Linked DNA regions of Mus musculus: regions 2, 3 and 4 are each linked to region 1. A link is a contact called in public Hi-C and HiChIP or PLAC-seq data. All regions are on one chromosome and are shown on one strand. Each heading gives the region's core, a stretch centred on a gene start, on an enhancer-like site or on the middle of the called end of the contact. The rest is flanking DNA. Distances are from core to core; before and after follow the strand shown.

Region 1 (4,705 bases), core at 711-3,210:
TCATTTGTTCTGTCTTCATTTAACCCTATAAACTCTGTGAATGAAAGGTCTCAGTCTTCAGTTTCAGTCTTCAGTTCCACCCTTTTAACCCCAGAGCATTGTGTGTAGAACATTTATTGAATGGATAGACAGATAGATGGATGGATAGGTAGATAGGTAGGTAGGTAGGTAGGTAGGTAGGTAGATAGATAGATAGATAGATAGATAGATAGATAGATAGATAGATAGATACATGGTACTACTTTCTCCTGTGCAAGTAGCTATGATTGATAGCGTGACTGATTCTGAAATGATTTTAGCACTTAGGGAGCTAAAAGATGAAGGGAAATCTTGTGATAGTATGCAGATAATTGGAGCCTTGAATAATCCCTTACTATGCACTTGTAAAGCATCTACTGAATGCCAGGCTCGTTCCTGGTCCTTCGTATATCGTCATTCATTTCATACTATGACCAACTGTATGGAAAGCATGGTCGTTTTAGATTTAAAGATGAATAATATTGAGTATTTTTTTAAAAAAAAAAAGGGTTAAATAACTTCTGGCCAGCCAGAGTGCAATCAGATGCAGTAGTAATTTCAAGCTGAAGTTTTATCTGGTTCCAGAAAGAGAGACCTAAGAGAAAGACCATGAGGAAAGAGAGAAGAGAAGGGCCACGGGGAAAGAAGGTAGAGAGACTACGTGGAGAAACCCTGAGACAGTGTGTCCAGAAGAAGTCCTGATGAGCAGGTCACTGAGGGATTCACCATCAGTTCACCAGGAGAGAACAGACATAGGCAATGCTCGGACCAGAGCAAGATGGTGAGACTCAGCTTGAAGGTAAAGGGCCCTGGGGCTGAGCAACAGATAGCTTAGACTGTTAGAATAGATGAATACCTGCCAAGTCACAGAGGTTAAAGCTTGGTAATCAACTTAATAGATCTTTGTGTCAATTATTTGGGAAGTAGGACAAGAACACATACGACTTCAACTTTTAAATTACTACTACAGACAGGACTTCGGGCCCAAACAACACGTGTAATAGTTAAGACAAAGTAACATTAGGGCAAGTAAAAGAGAAAAAGGTTGAAGGCATGCCCTGGTCAGGGAGGTCAGACTCCAGCACAGATTAAGGTCTAACCAGGAGAATCAGAAATGGGAACATTCACTGTAAATTTTACATCTGATCCTTTCTGAGGAACCTTTTAACCCCAGGGGAAACCTTTTCAGACCTCCCAGGTGTCACCCAAGTAAGATATAGCACAAGGGTTCAAGAGGTCTGGTAGAATTGTTCCCACACAACGCAGTTCCGGAACACTCTGGAAACTGAGGCTTTAAGCAGATGCACCCAGAGTCGCTGCTCTGGCTCCCCAAGGACACTTCCAAGAGGCTTGCAGTTCTCATCTATGGACAGTAGGTGGCAGTAGGTCGTGAGAAATGTGGGTTCTCCTGGGCCCTGGCTATGGAGACCTAGCCTGCAGAAAAACGCGGCTGGGCTTGAGTTGCGCCTGGGAGCACACCCCCCGGGGGGGGGGGGGGGGGAGTGGGCCGCACTGCCCAGGTCAGCGAGGATCTTGCGGGTGGGGGCTCCATTGGCTCCTGCAGCGTTGTAGTCATGGGGAGTTCCCAAAGAGCGCCCAACCCATCCTGCCTCCCCCATCAGACCTTGTGCCAGGCGTGGATTCCCCTGCCTGGGCAGACAACCTGGTTTTGTTGTTGTTTGGTGGGAGAGGGGAGCGCGGAGGGAGCACAAAAGTTTACTTTTTATTTTCTAAGCTAAAGAATAAACCTCTGTTCAGGGGGACATGGCTGTATCCATATAGCTCACGTCTGGCTGCACAGAAGTGAGGTGTGCTTTTTCCTTCCCGTGGTACCAATGCCTGATGGGGTTCCCTGGGGGAGACACCTGTTTTATCCAGACCTCTGGTCTGCACTTACAACAAGGATCTCATGGCGCTGTTGTCTTGACCTTAGTAGCAGCCAGCTTTGCACCACTTGGATGCAGTATGTCCCAGCAGGGCAGTGGCTGAGAAGCTGCAAATATGATTCTCTCAGGACCTGGCCTCTTGGCTCTACCAGGACCTGGGCATTAGCCTACCCAGGCTGGATCTAGACCTCTGAATACTCTTTCATTTAACACCTGCACAAATCCTGCCATCCTCCCTTCCACCCCTCCCACATTGAAAGAGTCTCTCTCTCTCTCTCTCTCTCTCTCTCTCTCTCTCTCTCTCTCTCTCTCTCTCTCTCTCTCTCCTGGCAAACTCTTACAGTTGCCATAAGGCAAGTGGAGACTGAACACGGAGATCTCTGGGTGAGTATTTGTTAAAGGTTACAGAGCCAGTAGTCCAGTGCCTGACCTCAAACCCCAGGCTTCAAGGCATCCTTCACCTCCCACCCCTCTGCCTGCCAACAACAGGGCTGCTTCCGGGGCTCCCGGGCCAGGCCAGCCAAGGAAGCACAGACAGCCCCAGTGCATCTTTCTCTCTCGATCAGTGGGCAAATTAATTCACGCTATCTTTACATTATGTATAATGCTGCATGATTTTATTTTGCTTCATTCCCGAAATCTTTTACAGTAATTAGTAGCCGAGTAAAATATAAAAATTAATGCAATATAACACTTTAATGGTAATAATACACCATCCTGTCTAATTAATAAAATCTGTTGTTTCCAAGCACGGTTATTTATTTGACAAATTGATGGCACACATCCTGTTCATATCCCCTTTCCCGGCTCCCATCCTTTCAGTTTATTGAATAAAATTGTATCAGGAAAATAAACAGATTGTCTTCTGACCTGACAAGCGAGTGAGGAAAAACCCCTCACTCACACAGCCCTAATTGTTCTCAACAATATTCGCTAACATGCATCAAGAGGGCTTGGAAATGAAGCCTCATTTCCTAGCTCCTGTATTTTTTCCATTTAATTTAAATCTTTATAATTGTGTCTTCTTATTTTTTAGGGACTGGGGACCTAGCGAGTTTGAGGGGTGAGCTTTGTCCCTGTGGGCTGTCATTCTGATGGCCTTAACAAGCAGGGATGGTTCCCACTCTGCATAGAGATCAGAGTGGAGAGCTAGGCTCTTCTGAGCCCTGGTGGAGCACACTGAAGTCACCTCCAATGTGGCAGAAGAGGACCAGATAGGGAGCCGGGGACAGTCATATTGGAGGACTGTCATTAGGGATTAAAAGGGACATGGAAGGAGGGGTTCGGGCAGGATTCTGAGGCTTGGTGACGTCTGCTGGTGGGAGTGGAGCAGGGAACAATGTCCAGCCCGAGCGAGCATGTGCCGTTGGAACAGAGTGCTGATCTAATTACAGAGCCACTCTGTGCTCCCTCTCTCATGTAAGACAGGACGTTTATATGCTAAGTGTGAAAACATGAAAGCCTTAAGCTATAAATAGAACGGCAGAGATGGAGGGAGACGCACACAGAGGAAGAGAAGGCAGAAAGAGGAAGTAAAGGAGAGACTTGCCCCTTGCAGGTTAATTTCTAGCGTTTTTCCCTGAAAGAAAAATGATGTGCTGTGGTTGGTGTTCAGGAAGAGCCCCCGTCACCAGCTTTTAAGCTACATTTACTGCAAGAGAAAAGGCCCCCAAGTGCACACACGTGAGGACTCATCCGCTCTGGTGAAGTGACTTCTACACCAGAGAGACATCCACACAGAGACACAGAGTGCAGCCATGTGTGAGCGTGACTATGGAGTCCACACCACTGAATCAACACAGTCCCGCCCTGTCTAGGATGCCTAGAACATTGTACTGGGCCACCACAGTAACAACGTCTTTCCCTGAGGTCTGTGCGGGAGTCTGGGGGTGCTGGCCCTTCCTTGTCATTTCTCCTGATCGGCCTCTTCACCTTCACCACTATTGTATGCCAATGCCTTATCTTAATAATTCTTACCATAATGATCAAAAGCTTAAATAAGATTTATCCACGCAGAGGTCACTGATACCTTCTGACTAACACCCAGGTACACAGAAGGTGATCAATAAATGCCATGGGAACCAGCACCTTCTACTTTGGCTGCCGACGAAGTATTTCATGGCATAGGTTACCATCCCTGCCCATTTCATGAAGCAGGCCCAATCTCCTTCTAAATGGAAACAGTGGGATGTTCAGTGGAAAAAAAATGGTATTTGTTGAACTATTTTGGACATTCCAAAATTGTTTAGCTTAAAGACATTTCATTGAAACCTCAGTAATAAGTCAAAGAGAAAGGCCTAATCGTTACCACCAGTGTCATAGATGCAGTATAATTTCCAAAACCCTATGTAGTTGGCTTAAAATTTTATAAAGTGTATAAAATGACTGGGGTTTGAACCCACATCTGTCTAGATTGGGACTCCTCAAAGCCATGCTGTAGTTCCAGCTGGGGTGCTAACAATGTCTCCTTGGGGTGGCATTTCTGTAACTCTGCCTTCTCAGCTGTAAATATCCGAGGCTCTGCTGCTGGGTTTACACAGCTCCACATGGCACTGTGCGTAGGTCAGGAGGGTAATCCAGTCTACCTTGTCTCTTTGTTCTTTCGTTTGTCACTCCCCAAGCTATCATCTGACAGACAACTCTTTTGGCTGGGGCTGCATCAAGGGAGTGACAGCTGGGGTTCCAAGATCCATTTTACTTTTTGCAGAATAAGGAAATCCTCAACTACTGGTAATGGGGAAGGCAGCTAAGGCATGAGAGGTCTGTACAGTGACTGGTCCGAGACTGGCTTGAAGGCTAGA
Region 2 (4,705 bases), core at 1,052-3,551, 240 kb after region 1:
GGCAGGCTCCTAAGAAGAGCACCGCCTACATAAGCAGGCGTCTGCCTCTGCCCGGGAGCCCATCCGTTATTCTCCGCCGCACAAACACCTTCCACTTTGTACTAACATTTTGGCAGTTCCCTACAAACAAGCACTTAGCGCTGCTCCATAACTCTGCGTTGTTGCTGGGCCTTGGCTCCCGGCTGGCACAGGCAGCGGAGTGGGCTGTAAAAACAACAAAAAACGTCTGAAAGCGAATGAACCATTTGTGCTTTTTTTTCCCCTTCTCCTGCATCCCCTGCTGCTCCCCTGTGTTGTGGTAGATACACAAGTATGAGTTCAGACTTTGCACCACATTGGGGGGGGGGGGGGAACAGCTATGTGAATTTCAACAGGATGGCTTACAAGGCCCCAGGTGTCACTTTGTGTCCTGGGGCGGTGGCTTCCTGTATTGTTGCCCTGGATCTACAGACTTCGAGTTCACCTACGACTCACTCAGTTTGGGCTTCATTTACCATCTGGGTACCCATGCGACAGGCTCTTCTGAAAGAGAGGGTGAAGGGTCTTAAACACGGTTGTTGGCTATCCCAAGTCCGTCTCCACAAGCCTGGCCCAGAAGGACCTTGGGTCTAACAAATAAAAGACTTAGAGCTTTGCCTGGCAGAGTTACAGCATTGCCACCACAAGAGCCAGGTTGTGAGGCTGCTGATGGCCTCTGCATGGCTCTTCTAGCCCCAAACTAGCAAGGTTGCTCCAGGTCTGAGAAACAAACCATCTGCCCAGGGCCCCTCTCTGGGTGCCCACTGCTGGCTCAACCTCTTAGCTAGTACCTCTTTGTATGTTTCCTGGATCCGCCAAGAGCTCAAATTTTGTCTAAGGTATTTGAGAGGCCCTGCCAATGTTATGTACTGGGTAGGTGACCATACATTTCTCCTGAAAAATGGAATTTAATTCTTGAAGGGAATTTCTTCCATCTGAAGGCAAAAATGCTTGGGCTCACAGTGGCTTGCCTGGGGTCACACAGCTAATAAATGAGGATTCTGGGATTGCAAGGAAGGTCAAGAGTGCAAAATTAATTCTCAGGGCCAACCTGGGCTACTTGAGAACCTAGTTAAGCTGGGTGGAATGATGTACATTTTTAATTCAAACACTCGGGAGCCAGAGACAGGTGGATCTCTATGAGTCTGAAGCCAGCCTGGTTTATGTAGTGAGTCCAAGACCTGCCAGGGCTACCTATGAAAATATCTAAAAACAAATGACAAACAAAACCAAATTAATCAGGGAGAGGTCTTACTTCTGGGTCATACCTTTTTACCTTCAAACCATCTTCAACATTTTGCCAACTGTGCAACACAAGGAACTGTGCCCTCTCCTCTTAGGCCTAGGGCATCTGTACAGTGAGGGGCCTGGGTCTGGTCCTCCCTCTGATCTTCTGTCTTTTACATGTAACTGTGGTGAGCTCTGGTCTTCAAATTATGCCCATCCTTCTCCTCAGGTACCTTTCTCATTCATTCATTCATTCATTCATTCATTCATTCTTTCATTCTTAGTGAGGCACTTACCTCCAGCTGCCTCTGGTCATATGCACAGCACACCAACAGGAACCCGCCATGGATCGGATCGTGTGACCAACTACAACAAATGTGTACACTCCAGCTCACTGGCAGGTTCTTAAGTTCTGGCACCTACACTCAGGGACAGAGCAAGCTGAGACACCAGAGGGTTAGAGACGAAGCAAGGTCCAGGTTGAGCAGGGAGGTGTAGCTGATGTAGGTCTGGCTCGGGACATAAGCACTGAAGTGGGTAGTATGAGCTGGCAGGCGAGGGTAGCAAGCCCAGTCAGTCTCAGTCATAATTGGAGGTGAGGGCACAGGCTAACCTGAGCTTGGTTCAAACCCGAGCCTAAGTCAGCTGGCTGGGGAGATGGCTTGGAAGGTAAAGTGTAAGGAGCAAAGCTCAGAACCCCAGAACCCAGGAAACCGTCAGATGGGTGTGCTGGCCTGCCTCTAATCTTGATTTGGGCCAGGCAAAGACAGGGGATGCTCAAAGGTAGCAGAGTAGCTAGACTAGCCAAATATGGGAGCTCTGGGTTCAAGTGAGAGATTTTTTTGACTCAATATATAAAGTAGGAAAGTGACAACCTCACCCAACAGCAACATCTGACCTCCATACTTGTGTGCCTTCCCATGTATGTGTGAGCATGCGTGCACACACTACACACACAGGCGTTACACAAACAGAAAGTAGGGGTCTGGGAGGGGAGGTCTAGATCCACTGTCCCCACCACAGATTCCCCACAGATGAGCAGGTGCTAATGGCTTTGTCCCAGGGTGACTGGAAGCCATGGAAAGCAAGCAGAGGCCAGACCTGTTAGAAAAATATCAACACTCTAAAGACCTCACAGCCTCAAGGATAAGTCCTGTTATTATTCTTATATGGACGGGGTAACCAGTAAGAGGTCTTCCCCACTTCCAGCCTTAGCTTTGAATCACACCAGAAAGATTTAGACACAGAGTCCCAGGGAAAACAGCCTGAACAGTCATCTTTCCCAGGGGAAACCCCAGCCTCTGACTGGCCACAAGGTTCTGCGTGCCTTGCCACTTAGGCCTGGGAATTGACAGGCCCAGCCCACCCAAATTACCCTCAGTGGGCATCTGCCTTTGGTTAAAGGCACAGCGCTTCTTAGTAGCTTAGAACATCAGCCATAAACAGAGCATCTGCATGGCGCATGGTGTCGTTTAAAAATAGCTCAGGCTTGGGAACCGCATTTTCCTTCCCTGGGAGTTCTTGGAATAAGAGCAGAAGCATCTTTGGTAAGATTTAGCCCTCTAACACGTTTCTCCAGTAAGCCATCTTTGGTCTCAGGGCCCTGGATAAGAGCAGGCTGCCATGCTGGCGCAGTCCTCCAAACAGCCACGAGGTGGCGCCATGGCTGCCTTGTGGGGGTCTATAGGCCCCAGGGCCCCCGCACTACAGTCTTGGCTCGCCCACCCCTGGGCCCGGGAGCTGGCTGCGGGCAGCGGCTTGGCAGCCTAGATCTGGGGGCGGATGGCGGGTGGTGTGGGGTTTCAGCCTCCCCGGAGGGCCCTCACTGCTGTGTGCTGAGCAAACGTTCGGGCCTGATGTCGGCAACATGCGGAACCAATTTACAGGGGAACTCGGCAGCCAAATCAGCCACCTTTGGGCGGGAGGCAGGATCTCTGTCGCCCCCAGGGGCTCAGGAGCTCCTGTTTGGAAAACCAGAGGTTTCCTTATGCTTAGGGACAAGACCAGCCCAGCTAAAAGTGTGGAGTCAGGGGTGAACTCACCTGTCCTAGGCAGGGCATTTTTAACCCAGGACTCATTGTCGTGTTTCATAAACTACCTAGTACCCAGGTCATCCTCCAGGCCATCTGCCAATCTTTAGGGAGTGCGAAGACAGCACTAGAATAAACCAGGAAAGCAACGTGGGTTCAGGGCACTCACACTAAATAATCTGACTCTTCGGCTGGGCCAGGGCACTTAAACACAGACCCCTCAAACGCAAGGCCATGGGGCCTAGACCGGAGCTCCTCACAGCGCGGGCACAAAAGCAAAATGAGAGAAAAGGTTTGACTCACAGTTCAGGGTCCATCATGGCAGAGTAGTGACTGCAGCAGACCTTAGTGGGATCTGGTCACTTTGTGTCCACAGTCAAGAAGCAAAGAGCAGTGAGCCCATGGTCACCTTTCTCATACAATCCACCATTTTCTACAATCTAGCCCCCTCCAGCACAAACTGGCTCTACTCACAGTAGGTGCATATTTGCATCTCACTTAACACAAGATAATTCCCCACAGGTCTGCGCAGAGGCCCTTGTACCGGGTCTCATCAAGATGAGAACTTTGACCATTTGTGGGGCAGCTGTGTTGACAACCACTGCAGTGCAATACTCTACTCTTCAAGCTTCTAAAGACGCCAGTCTTCACATTGTGGTTCAATGGAAGAGCACAAAGCCCTGGAGTCCATCGACAGGACCACCCCAAAATAAAAGTCCTTAAGTCCTATTTCCTTCCAAGCCAGCCAAGTGACAGCCAAGTGCTGGCCCCAGAGCCAGCCAAACCTAGCTTTCCTTCTGCCTGCTGCACGCTGTGGCTACTTCCCATGCCCTCTAGCTCCTCCATTGCTTCCTTAGGCTGACTGATACTGGGAGTGCTCAGGCCTGCTCAGGTCTGCAGAAAGAATTCATCTGCCTCGAACCAGCAGGTGTGGCCAACACTGAGAACTAGATGGGATTCCTCTGTCTTTTGGTTAATGTAGGAAGCCCATGGAAGACCCAAAGGAGTAACAAAAGACACCATTTGTGGTCCCCAGAAAGTTTATGTTTTTAGTAAAGCTGACAGATAGGAATCAGTGAATCACAGAAATGAGTGTAAAATAACAACATGGCCCGGTGCTGCAGGGGAGGGCTCTGTGGAGCTAGCCAAGCATCTGCAGGTATCAGGAAGGCTTCCCAAAGACAGTGAGGGCTAAAGCTGCCTCCAGGTCAGGTAAGGAGAGAGATGTTGCTGGTAAAGGGCTCACATGACAACGGACCAGCAGCATGTGCAAAGCCACGGGCCTGCTCCGAGGCACCTGACACAGAGAGATGAGCTTAGAGCAAGCCGCAGGGGCTGGGCTATGGACTGGAACCTTGTTCTGTAAATAAGAGCAGGGCTGCTGAAAGGGTTAAAGGCCAGCAGGGCTTTGAGCCTGCTTGTTGAAGTTG
Region 3 (4,705 bases), core at 767-3,266, 190 kb after region 1:
AGTGAGTCGTGTCTCTCTTGTCTCTGGGCCTAGAGAGGGGAAGGGCCAGTCATTTCCATTTCTTGAACAAGTCTCTGCTAAGGCTGTAACTTGGTATAAAGTGCTGGGTTCAAATCTCAGTACTTGAAGAAAGAGTTGAAAGAAACATAATGTAACCAGGAAAGGTGGAACTTCGCAGAGTAAAAGCTCCCTCAGATATCTGGCAATGTCAGTAGGCGCACTGTCCCCCAAAGGCCCTGGTGAACTGAAACAAATATGTTTTTTCAAAGTCTTAGTTGAGTCTTTGTGTGGGTGAAAGGCTACACGTGGTGCCCAGTGTCTTGAAATTGGATAATGCCCAGAGACGTCCAAAGATGCTATACTATTAGGTTTGGGACAACTAGGCGCAAACTAGAGTCATCTAGGAAGAGGAAGTTGCAATTAAGCAAGCGTCTCATCAGATTGGCCTGAGGACATATTCTTGAGTAACGGTTGATGTTGATGCGGGAGGGTCCAGCCCATCGTGAGTAGCAGCAACCGAGGCAAGTGGTGGTCCTGGAGTATAGACAACAGCAGGCTGAGCAAGGTATGAGGAGCAAGCCAATGTGCAGCACTGTCCATGGCCTCTGCCTCAGTTCCTGCCTCCAGGTTCTTTCCTTGAGCTCTGCCCTGACTTTCCTCAGTGATGAACTATGACCTACAAGTGTATTTTCCTCTCGAAGTTGACTTTGATCATGGTGTTTATCATAGCAACAAAAGCAACCTAGGAGAGTTTCTAGAAAACATCCAGAGTGATCATCTGTCCTCAGCAGTGTGCTCAAAGTACCAAGCGGGAGCAAAGGACAGCAGCCTCCTGAGGTGGGCTGCAGCACTGCCCTGGTTTCCAGAAAGGTCCAGGTGTTGTATCTCTAGCTTCTCAGGGACCGAGAAGATGAGGTGTAGAAGCTACCACCTGGTAGCCTTAGCCATAAAAGTAACACTGTGAAAAATCGATTTGGTGGGTAACAACGAGAAGTTAACGCAGGAGCCATTACCCTTCGTTAGCCAAAACTTTGGCAGCGACTTTTCCAGGCTCCAGACAAGCCCCCGGAGAGCGCCCGCGCAACCCAGAAGCACTCCATCACTTATATGAACGCAAACGAGTGCAAACAGATTGTCGAGATGTCTGCTCACATCACCTCTTTTTTCTTGCAAGGGATCCCCTCTGTAATTACATTTTGGCTGTCAGTTCATAAATTTTTCTTATTACAAACTGGCCATTATTGATTGCTTTTTAAAAGTACTAAAACCGAGCCCAAAGCTGTAGATCTCTCTGTAAATTCAAAACATGCTGTGTCTAGTCTCAGTCACTGGCCAGTGAGGTGAAGGGGAAAGTCTCGGAGCTCCTTTGCGGCCTCTGATCAGAGGCAGGCTTCTTACTGCACATGCTCCATCTTCCAGGCTTAGCCACAAGGCCTTTGTATTTTAAGCCACAATGAAAATAATAAATAAAGGATAAACTGGCTTGGCAGACACTGGCACTTTGTTAGCCAAGATCTCATTGTTGTTCTACTGGGTCTGACTGCTCAACGGGTTCCATTTGGGCTTTGGCATTTATGAGCAGATACTAACAGCTAAAGGAGAGAGAGGAAGGTGGAAGGACAGTTAACACTTGCATTTGAAGCTCCTAAATTGGATGGGAATATTCCTAAAATATTCCACCTTGTGGTGGTTCTGTATTTAAGCCTATCTGGTTTTTTTTTTTTTTTTTTTTTTTTTTTTTTTTAAGAAATCTCAGGTGAAGTTTGTGTTCTGGAAATAAAAGAATGGGATTTGTCATTGTTCAAGGTTGGAGGGGAATTTCTAGAATCCTCACTAGTCACAAGGAAGGGGACAATACCATCAAAAGACACGGAAGAGTCCAAGCCTCTGCTTTGGCTGAGCAGCCTGAGAAGAAGAGGCCCCCAGGGTAGGAACTCCAGGATGCTCCCAGCCCCCTAATGCAGTCTCAGGAAACCCAAGGGCAGGCTGCCAGCCTCAGCCCTGTAATCCACCACTGTACAGCCTGGGCTGGGCAGAGAGGGGAGGGAAGAAGCTGCCTGTGGATGGTGCCTGCTGATTGGGACTGGATGGAGCCCAGCAATCAGAGAGCCCCTGAGTGGTTTGCATGGCCCCTGACTTGGGGAGCTGACTCAGGAAGGCAGCGCTACCAAGCTGGCCTAGAAACAAAGCTTCTTTCAGGTCTGAGTCTGTGCTTAATCTCAAGATACTGGGCTGATACCTCAGTAGTGAGAAAGCTAAGTCAGGCCAGAACGGGCATCCCACCTGGGGTCAACAGATGGCACGAGGAGGGAGACAGGGTGTCTATAAACTAGAAATCAATCATCTAGGGTCCTTCCAAGTATCTGAACAATGTGCCAACCACACTTGGGAGTAGGAAGCCATAACTTCTGCTGGGTCACAGGCCTTTTGTTTTTCTTCCCAAGTAGGGATCTGTGGTCTGTGGCTACATGGTATCCACCCTGTAGCCCCTTCAGCCCCAACACTAGCGCTTAGAAAGAGGAGGGATAGACAGAAAAAAGTATGTAGTCACATGTTGTCTTGGGAGCTTTGATACACCCACCACCACCAGTACCATCACCATCATTACTGTAACCATAACGTCTTGTTTGGTTTATAGGATAGCCTTGACCACGACACCAAACCCAAGGTACAGACAAAATGCCACAGCCGAGGCTCTGGTAGTGGTCCTAAGCACTGTTGTTAAGCACTGGGTTGGAGGTGAGACTCCTCTCTCCCCACTTGTCTTCTGTGGATTACTAGATAAGACAAGAAAGTGCTGGGTTGCTAAAAGGAGCACAAATCCAGGGGTGAGTCTTCTGCCTACAGCCACCTCTACTCTACCTGGTGTGGCTGGAGAGACTGCTGAACTTTGGGGCAGTGTCTCCACTCCGGCATTGAGATCAGGACAAAACGAAGAGATGGGGATGAGGGAGAAGTGGGAGGACTGTAGATGGCTTACCCCCAGCCTTGCAGAAGAGAGCACTCGCCTCTCATTCCTCACCCAGTACCCCAGTGTTCTCACTGTCCTCTACTGACCAGTGGCAAAACCATACACAAGGAAGTCAAGCAACTGACCCCAGATTACCCAGGCAGAGATCAGCCCCAGGAAATTTACAGAGGGACATTTGCTGCACTAGGAGAGATGTTGTGAGACTCAAGTCCAAAGACTTCTTGGAAAGCAGGACACATTCGCTGAGTCCTAGCCAAGAAGTAGAATCTGAGGGATGGAGAAATGGGATGAGTTAAGAATAGCATTGTGATGATTTGTATATGCTTGGCCCAGGGAGTGGCGCTGTTAGGAGACTTGGCCTTGTTAGAGTAGGTGTGGCCTTGTTGGAGTAGGTGTGTCACTGTAGGCATGGGCTTTAATATCCCCATTCTAGCTGCCTGGAAGCCCAATCTTCTCCTAGCTGCCTTCAGATGAAGAGGTAGAACTCTCAGCTCCTCCTGCACCATGCCTGCCTAGACACTGCCATGCTCCCACCTTGATGAAAATGGACTGAACCTCTGAATCTGTAAGCTGGCCCCAATTAAAGGTTGTCCTTATAAGAGTTGCCTTGGTCATGGTGACTATTCACAGCAGTAAAACAGACCAAAAAAAAAAAAAAAAAAAAAAAAAAAAAAGACAAGCAGTTAAGAGTATTTGCTGTTCTTGCAAAGGACCTATATTTGGTTCCCAGCACCTGCACAGTAGCTTATATCAATATGTAATTCCAGTGCCAGGGTATCTAATGTCCTCTTCTGGTCTCTATGGGTTACCCATACACATGGTACATAGACTTACATGCAAGCAAAACACCCATGCATAAAAATATAAAGTTAAAAAAAGTAGGGGCCAAGGATCCCCTGGGGTGACACCAGTTCTCCATTGAGCCATGCTTGCTATCTGGGGAAAGAGCCAGCTCCATTCTCTCCACTCCTGCCCTAGCACCATCAACTTACATGTTGCTAAGAGTCTCCAATGGTTCTCAACCTTCCTAATGCTGTGACTCTAATACAGTTCCTCATGTTGTAGTGAGCCCCAACCATAAAATTAATTCATTGCTACTTCATAGCTATAATGTTGCTACTGTTTTGGATCATAATATAAATATCCGATATGCAGGATAGCTGATATACATTCCCTATGAAAAGGCCACTCAACCCCCAAATTGGTTGTGGCCCACAGGTTGAGAATGGCTTCTAGAGGTTGTTACAGCTGCAGGTTCACAGAGCTCCTTCTGGTCTCCAGGCTTTAACCATTCCCATGTGTTCTTATGACAGGAGCCACTGTCTTTCTTCCTGGTTCTCGCAGAGTGGACTCCCTTTACCAGAGGAGGCCAGACTCTGCTTCCACACTAACCACTGCTTAGGAAGGAGACAGACAGGGACAACCTCCAAACCTCATCCTCAGACTTCAATGTCATCCCCCAACCCTGGACAGTATGTCCTCTGTAGAATCTGGATAGCACCACAGTCCCACACCAGGCAGATGGTACAGAGATAACCACAGCACAAGCACGAGAGGCTGAGCACAGTCTCTGGTCCTGGGTGAAGTAGAAGCTCCAGGGCATCCCTGTCTTCATCATGCACATAGCCCCAGAGGTTCCATTACCAACATCCCAGTCAATATAATGTGGGAAGGAGCCATGGGAAGCCATAGGATCCCACTGAGAACAGCTTTGCCTTCTGCCCCAGAACAGGA
Region 4 (4,705 bases), core at 1,366-3,865, 170 kb after region 1:
TCCTCCAGGAAGCTAACTTGTGAGCACTTGCCTTGCCTAGAGTGTCTCTTCTCTAGACTGCCAAATAACCCTCACTGAAGCCCACAGCCCTTTGCCATTTAGCTGTAAGGTAAGTTATCAGGATTCTCTCCAGGTTACAGGCTTCTGAAGAAATTAAGTCAGGATTAGGAGCATAGATCTGGTTATTATTGATCACGTGATCTGGAGCAGAGATCATTGTTCTCTCTGGGGGTCAACAATGCCACCTGTAAAATGGGTTAAGGAGAAAACTCGGGGCCAGATTGAGGGAGCAACAGAAGTCATTAAGCCTTATGCCTGGTTCTCAACATCTGTTACAGATTACCCTCAGCCTTGTGCCCAGCACCCCAAGAACTTGGCACACAGAGGGCACTCAATAAATGCTTCTTAAGAGGTAGTATCTCAACAGACTCACTTAGGAGGGAAAAAAAATCAACTCCCAAGGGAACTAAGGAGTGGGACTTGGAGCCACAGAGAATAAAAGTATGTGGCAGAGACATAACATATTGTGTCCTATATACCTCACTTGAAAATAAACCTTTTAAATGTTAATATTGGAACCTGTCTCTTAGGAGTGTTGGGGAGGTGTCTTATTCATTCCTCCGACCAACCAACTATGGCTGACAAGTAGGGGTGAGCAGGCCCCACTCCTTGCCCTCTCTAGCCTTGGCAGGACTTTCTCCCTCCAGCCCTGGTGGTTACATTAATTGCTAATGACAATGGCAACCTTCACTCTGTGTGGTTTCCTGCCCAGATTCTGGATCCTTTACAAGGCTCCCTTTTCTTTTCTTTTCTTCCCCACCTCCCCACCCCCCAGATAGGAAATGCAATCTGAGACGTGTAAAGAAAAAAAAGAAGAAGAAGAAGAAAAAGAAAGAAAGAAAAAAAAAAACAACAGTGTGCTTATTGTCACAGTCTCCACTCCTCCTGGGTTCCCAGGCGACAGGGCTGTGTGTGCTCTGGGGTGCCTGCCCACCACAGGGAAGAATAAACCCAGACTCAAATCATAGGAAATTCGTAAACTGTGTTTCTCAGAGCTGTGTCTCTCAAGGTCTGTTTCTCTGCCATACGATCTCTATAAACCACATTGCTGCCAGCCAGGGCATGGGCCAAGAGGCGCCGGGAGCTCGGAGATAATGAATGCCAAATGCATGTGACAATAGTCTGATCCTCCAGAGAGCAGGACGGAAATGTTGTGTTTTTATATATGCATAGTGACTTATACACCTATGTGTGTGTATAGGCCTTGCATGTTCACACTCCCACACATGCGTGTGCATACCTACACATAGGTCCACCACACAATACCTCTTCATGGACTAAGTCCCCATTGCCAAACTCAGGTTAACTAACCTCCCAATTGCTCCATTAAATTATGAAGACAAAATAGCGATATGGATCCAGAGAACAAAGTAAAAGAGGAAGAAAATAATCAGACCCCATTTCCGCTGGAGATACTTGACATGGAAAAATTACTGACTGGGCTTGAAAAATCAAAATGTCTTGTGCCCAAGGACTGCCACAAGACCCAGCAGATACAAGGGGCCCACAACTGAAAAAAAAAAAAAAAAAAAAAAAGAGGTGAGGACAGATTCCTTGGCACCAAGCGTGAACTGGGAGAGATTGCCCATGCAATGAATCACCAGAGATCTTCCCAAAAACAGTTTGGCTCCTCCCAAGTCTGACCAAGCCTTTCAGTGCCTAACCAGTCACCAGTTGGCTGGGGATGGAGGGGAGGGGAGGATGAAGAGGATCTCCTCGCAGAAAACTAGCAAGCAAACCAGAAGAAGGCAAAAAGGTAATTAATGTTATAGCCTTTTAGATTCTAAAAAATACTGCGCTTAAAACCGCAAGTCAACGGAGCGGGCTGTCGGCGACCGATAAATGCCTCTACATTCACAGGCATCAGCAGTCTTCCCGTTACAAAAAAAAAAAAAAAAGTAATAATACATACATATTAATGGATTACATTTTGTCCTTTGGGGAACATAATTTTTAAAAGGGCCAAGGCAGCAGTAATAGTTCCTTTAAAAATTCTAAATGCCGTAATTGTTTTCTCTGAATTATGGTGCTAGGATTTAATTAGTGATGAATGTTCGGTGTGGGGTTTGGACATTTTTGATGAATTCAGCCAAACAGAAAAGTACTCTTGTCCTCGTGGTCCACTGTATAGAAGCAGTGTGTCCGAATTGGGTTTTTACTTTCTCCAGCCTGGTCTGAGTTAGAAAGGAGGTTCTTTATCCAGAGTTCAAGGACAAACACCAAATCTAGCCATTGAGATCCTGCAACTCAGCACACACTTTGAGGTCTTTTGGTTATGAGAAAGAAAAATAACAGGCAAACGGTAGAAACGCTCATATCTTTAGCAAGAAGTTGCCCAAATCTTTGGTCCAAGCCCTGGGTTTAAAGGACTGGGAGTTAGGGTTAAAGATATGGCCAGGGTAGGGATTTTTTTTTTCATTCATCTCACTAACAGGAACTAAGCAAGGTCTACTGGGCCCAGATTCTAAGTTGGACACCGCTCTCAGGGCCCTGGCAATAGAGTTCTTGCCTAGGGGTAAACACAATTGCTTTGTTCTGCTCTAAACCGCTTCTGTACAAAAGCAACTGGAGAGATGCCCAGAGTAGCACAATCCACAGGGGAAGAATCCTGGTGGCCCACACAGCAGGGCCCCTGGGGCCCAACTTGCTCCCCTGTCCACCTTTAGGACTTCTTTCATTTGAGACCTGGAAGCTGTCCTGGGTTCCCTGGATCCCCTATTAACATGCAAATATTCCTGGGAAAGGTTACACCTTGAGGCCCCATCAGCTAACCTCCAGCTCACTAGTTTCTTCTTAGCAAGGATTAGCAGAAATAGAACACCAAAAGGGCTCCAGGCACAGCCTGCCAGAAGTTAGGGTTCCTGTGGAAGGGAGCTAGAAGAACTCTTTCTCATGCTAAGATTTTTTTCTGGACAGCCAATTTTTTTAAAATTTGGCGACAACAGGTTGATGTTTTCATTCCAACCCAGGTTGATATTTCTAAACTGTAAAATAAAACAAAGTCCAGTTCTAGTAATTTTAAAGCTGTCCACTTGAATTCATTCACAAATCAAGGATCATCCTGAACGCCAGGTCTTCTGATAAGAGCACAAGAATGCAGTCTTTGCATAGTCCCTGGTCACATTGCAAGTATCACCTGCTCTAGGCAATGCTAATCCCCTAATGACAGTGAAGCTGTCAGAGACTGAGGGTCAGTTAAAACTGCAGGCCTAGGTAGGTAGGTAGAAGGTAGATATGTAGATAAGTATGTAGTAGGTAGATGGGTGGGTAGGTAGGAGGTAGGTAGTAAAAATGTCAGGCCTAGGTAGGTAATAAGCCAAAATAGAATACCTAGGTGGTCAGAGGAAGTGTTGTTTTGCTCTATCTAATGTTCTCTTTATTTTCTTTCATCTTTTCCTTCCTCTATTTCATTACTTTATTTGCACCTCCTCTCAACACCACAGCAATTTCTTATTCCCACACTCATCTACCCTACTCTTCTCTGGAGATCTGTTGAAGCCTATTGGTCCAGCTGCCAGGGGACTCCCTCATTCCTCTCAGTGAAAGTCTTAAGACGCTGTTCTGGAAACAGTGATGTCTGAGAGCAGAGGATCCAGAATCAGTAAGAAAGACCTTGGTTCGAATACTCACACTGGTTCTGCCACTTCTAGACACTGGAAGCAAGCAAGGTCTATGTCCTACACAGCTGCCTTCTCATTTGTCTCACAAAAGACTGGGTGACACTAACATGAGGGCTTGAGAATCATCTCTACTCTTGTTACCATAACATACTACGGAGCCTGCCATTTTCACTGACTACCTGGGTCTGCCAGTTTTTCACTCCCTATTTACCTACCAACCTACCAACCTACCAACCTACCTACCCACCTACCTACCTACCTACCTACCTAGGCCTGCCACTTCAACTGATCTTCAGGCTCTGTCATTTTCACTGGTTACCTGAGTATTTATGAAATTGAACTCCAAAATAATGTTCAGGTGAGGGGTGTGTGTGTGTGTGTGTGTGTGTGTGTGTGTGTGTGTGTGTGTGTTGCGCGTATCCATCTGTATACATGTATATACAGAGATAGGTATAAGGGTAACCCTGCTGGTGATTAGAATCACAAAGAGGTAAGAATGAGAACTCAGTTTAGATTGACCTAGTCAATCTGGATCAAGACCTCAGGGGGTCCAATCTCAGGTGGTTTATTCATTTAAACACAGTATAATTTGGAAAAAAGGTTTTCTGGTGTAATATAATCCCCGTACACAAGGAAGAATAATTACATCAAAACTTGACTCGGGGTGCATGCCATTTCTTCCAAGAAGATGAGTTCTAGATACAGGCTACCTGTACCGGCTTAAGGGCCTAAAGAAGAGTCTGGCCTGGCCTGATCTCAGCCATGCAGATAGCATCTAGAGGTCATTTGGCCTATTAGCCACTGCTGGTTCTGGTTGTTGGAAAATGAGGGCACATCTGGCTGTACAGATAATATAAAGGTCATTTAGATTACTAGCCACCTCCAGTCTTGGTTGTAAAAGCTTGATAAGTCCTGGCCCAACAGATAAAGCAGACCATCCAGCTAATACTCACTTCAATTCCCAGCTTTCCGGATGGAAGAACATCTTTCCCACCGAAGAGAGAATCTTCTGTGCTTAACATCCC

The links. Hi-C and Micro-C count contacts between places; a contact is called where the count stands out from the background. HiChIP or PLAC-seq counts read pairs in DNA pulled down with a chosen protein or histone mark.
Region 2: a contact with region 1 is called in a Hi-C map of the N1E-115 cell line, with 3 times the contacts expected there. The contact joins two enhancer-like sites. A contact is called at or near these places in 19 of 484 Hi-C or Micro-C datasets (the G1E-ER4 cell line, the HL-1 cell line, the N1E-115 cell line and 9 more), 7 of 115 datasets of contacts at active chromatin or transcription factors (astrocytes, embryonic stem cells, large pre-B cells and 1 more) and 1 of 9 other capture datasets (embryonic stem cells).
Region 3: a Hi-C map of the N1E-115 cell line shows a contact between it and region 1, with 3 times the contacts expected there. The contact joins two enhancer-like sites. A contact is called at or near these places in 3 of 484 Hi-C or Micro-C datasets (the N1E-115 cell line, epidermal suprabasal cells and uterus) and 1 of 115 datasets of contacts at active chromatin or transcription factors (oligodendrocyte precursor cells).
Region 4: a contact with region 1 is called in an H3K27ac HiChIP or PLAC-seq map of neural progenitor cells, with 7 times the contacts expected there. The contact joins two enhancer-like sites. A contact is called at or near these places in 15 of 484 Hi-C or Micro-C datasets (the N1E-115 cell line, Sertoli cells, cranial neural crest and 9 more) and 6 of 115 datasets of contacts at active chromatin or transcription factors (T-cell acute lymphoblastic leukemia, craniofacial prominence, large pre-B cells and 3 more).

The regions. Positions count from the first base shown.
Region 1 is chr7:115,215,556-115,220,260 of GRCm38.p6, forward strand. No RefSeq gene overlaps it. Among named protein-coding and RNA genes, the nearest start is that of Gm34282, 85 kb to the left of the region's middle. Within about 2 kb of position 1,961, at least 140 of the 459 cell types and tissues checked have an H3K27ac peak or open chromatin away from gene starts, as enhancers often do. A contact at or near this core is called in the N1E-115 cell line, muscle stem cells and neural progenitor cells, where this site is marked.
Region 2 is chr7:115,450,595-115,455,299 of GRCm38.p6, forward strand. No RefSeq gene overlaps it. Among named protein-coding and RNA genes, the nearest start is that of Gm51455, 45 kb to the right of the region's middle. Within about 2 kb of position 2,302, at least 38 of the 459 cell types and tissues checked have an H3K27ac peak or open chromatin away from gene starts, as enhancers often do. A contact at or near this core is called in the N1E-115 cell line, where this site is marked.
Region 3 is chr7:115,409,630-115,414,334 of GRCm38.p6, forward strand. No RefSeq gene overlaps it. Among named protein-coding and RNA genes, the nearest start is that of Gm45999, 14 kb to the left of the region's middle. Within about 2 kb of position 2,017, at least 25 of the 459 cell types and tissues checked have an H3K27ac peak or open chromatin away from gene starts, as enhancers often do. A contact at or near this core is called in the N1E-115 cell line, where this site is marked.
Region 4 is chr7:115,380,431-115,385,135 of GRCm38.p6, forward strand. No RefSeq gene overlaps it. Among named protein-coding and RNA genes, the nearest start is that of Gm45999, 16 kb to the right of the region's middle. Within about 2 kb of position 2,616, at least 29 of the 459 cell types and tissues checked have an H3K27ac peak or open chromatin away from gene starts, as enhancers often do. A contact at or near this core is called in muscle stem cells and neural progenitor cells, where this site is marked.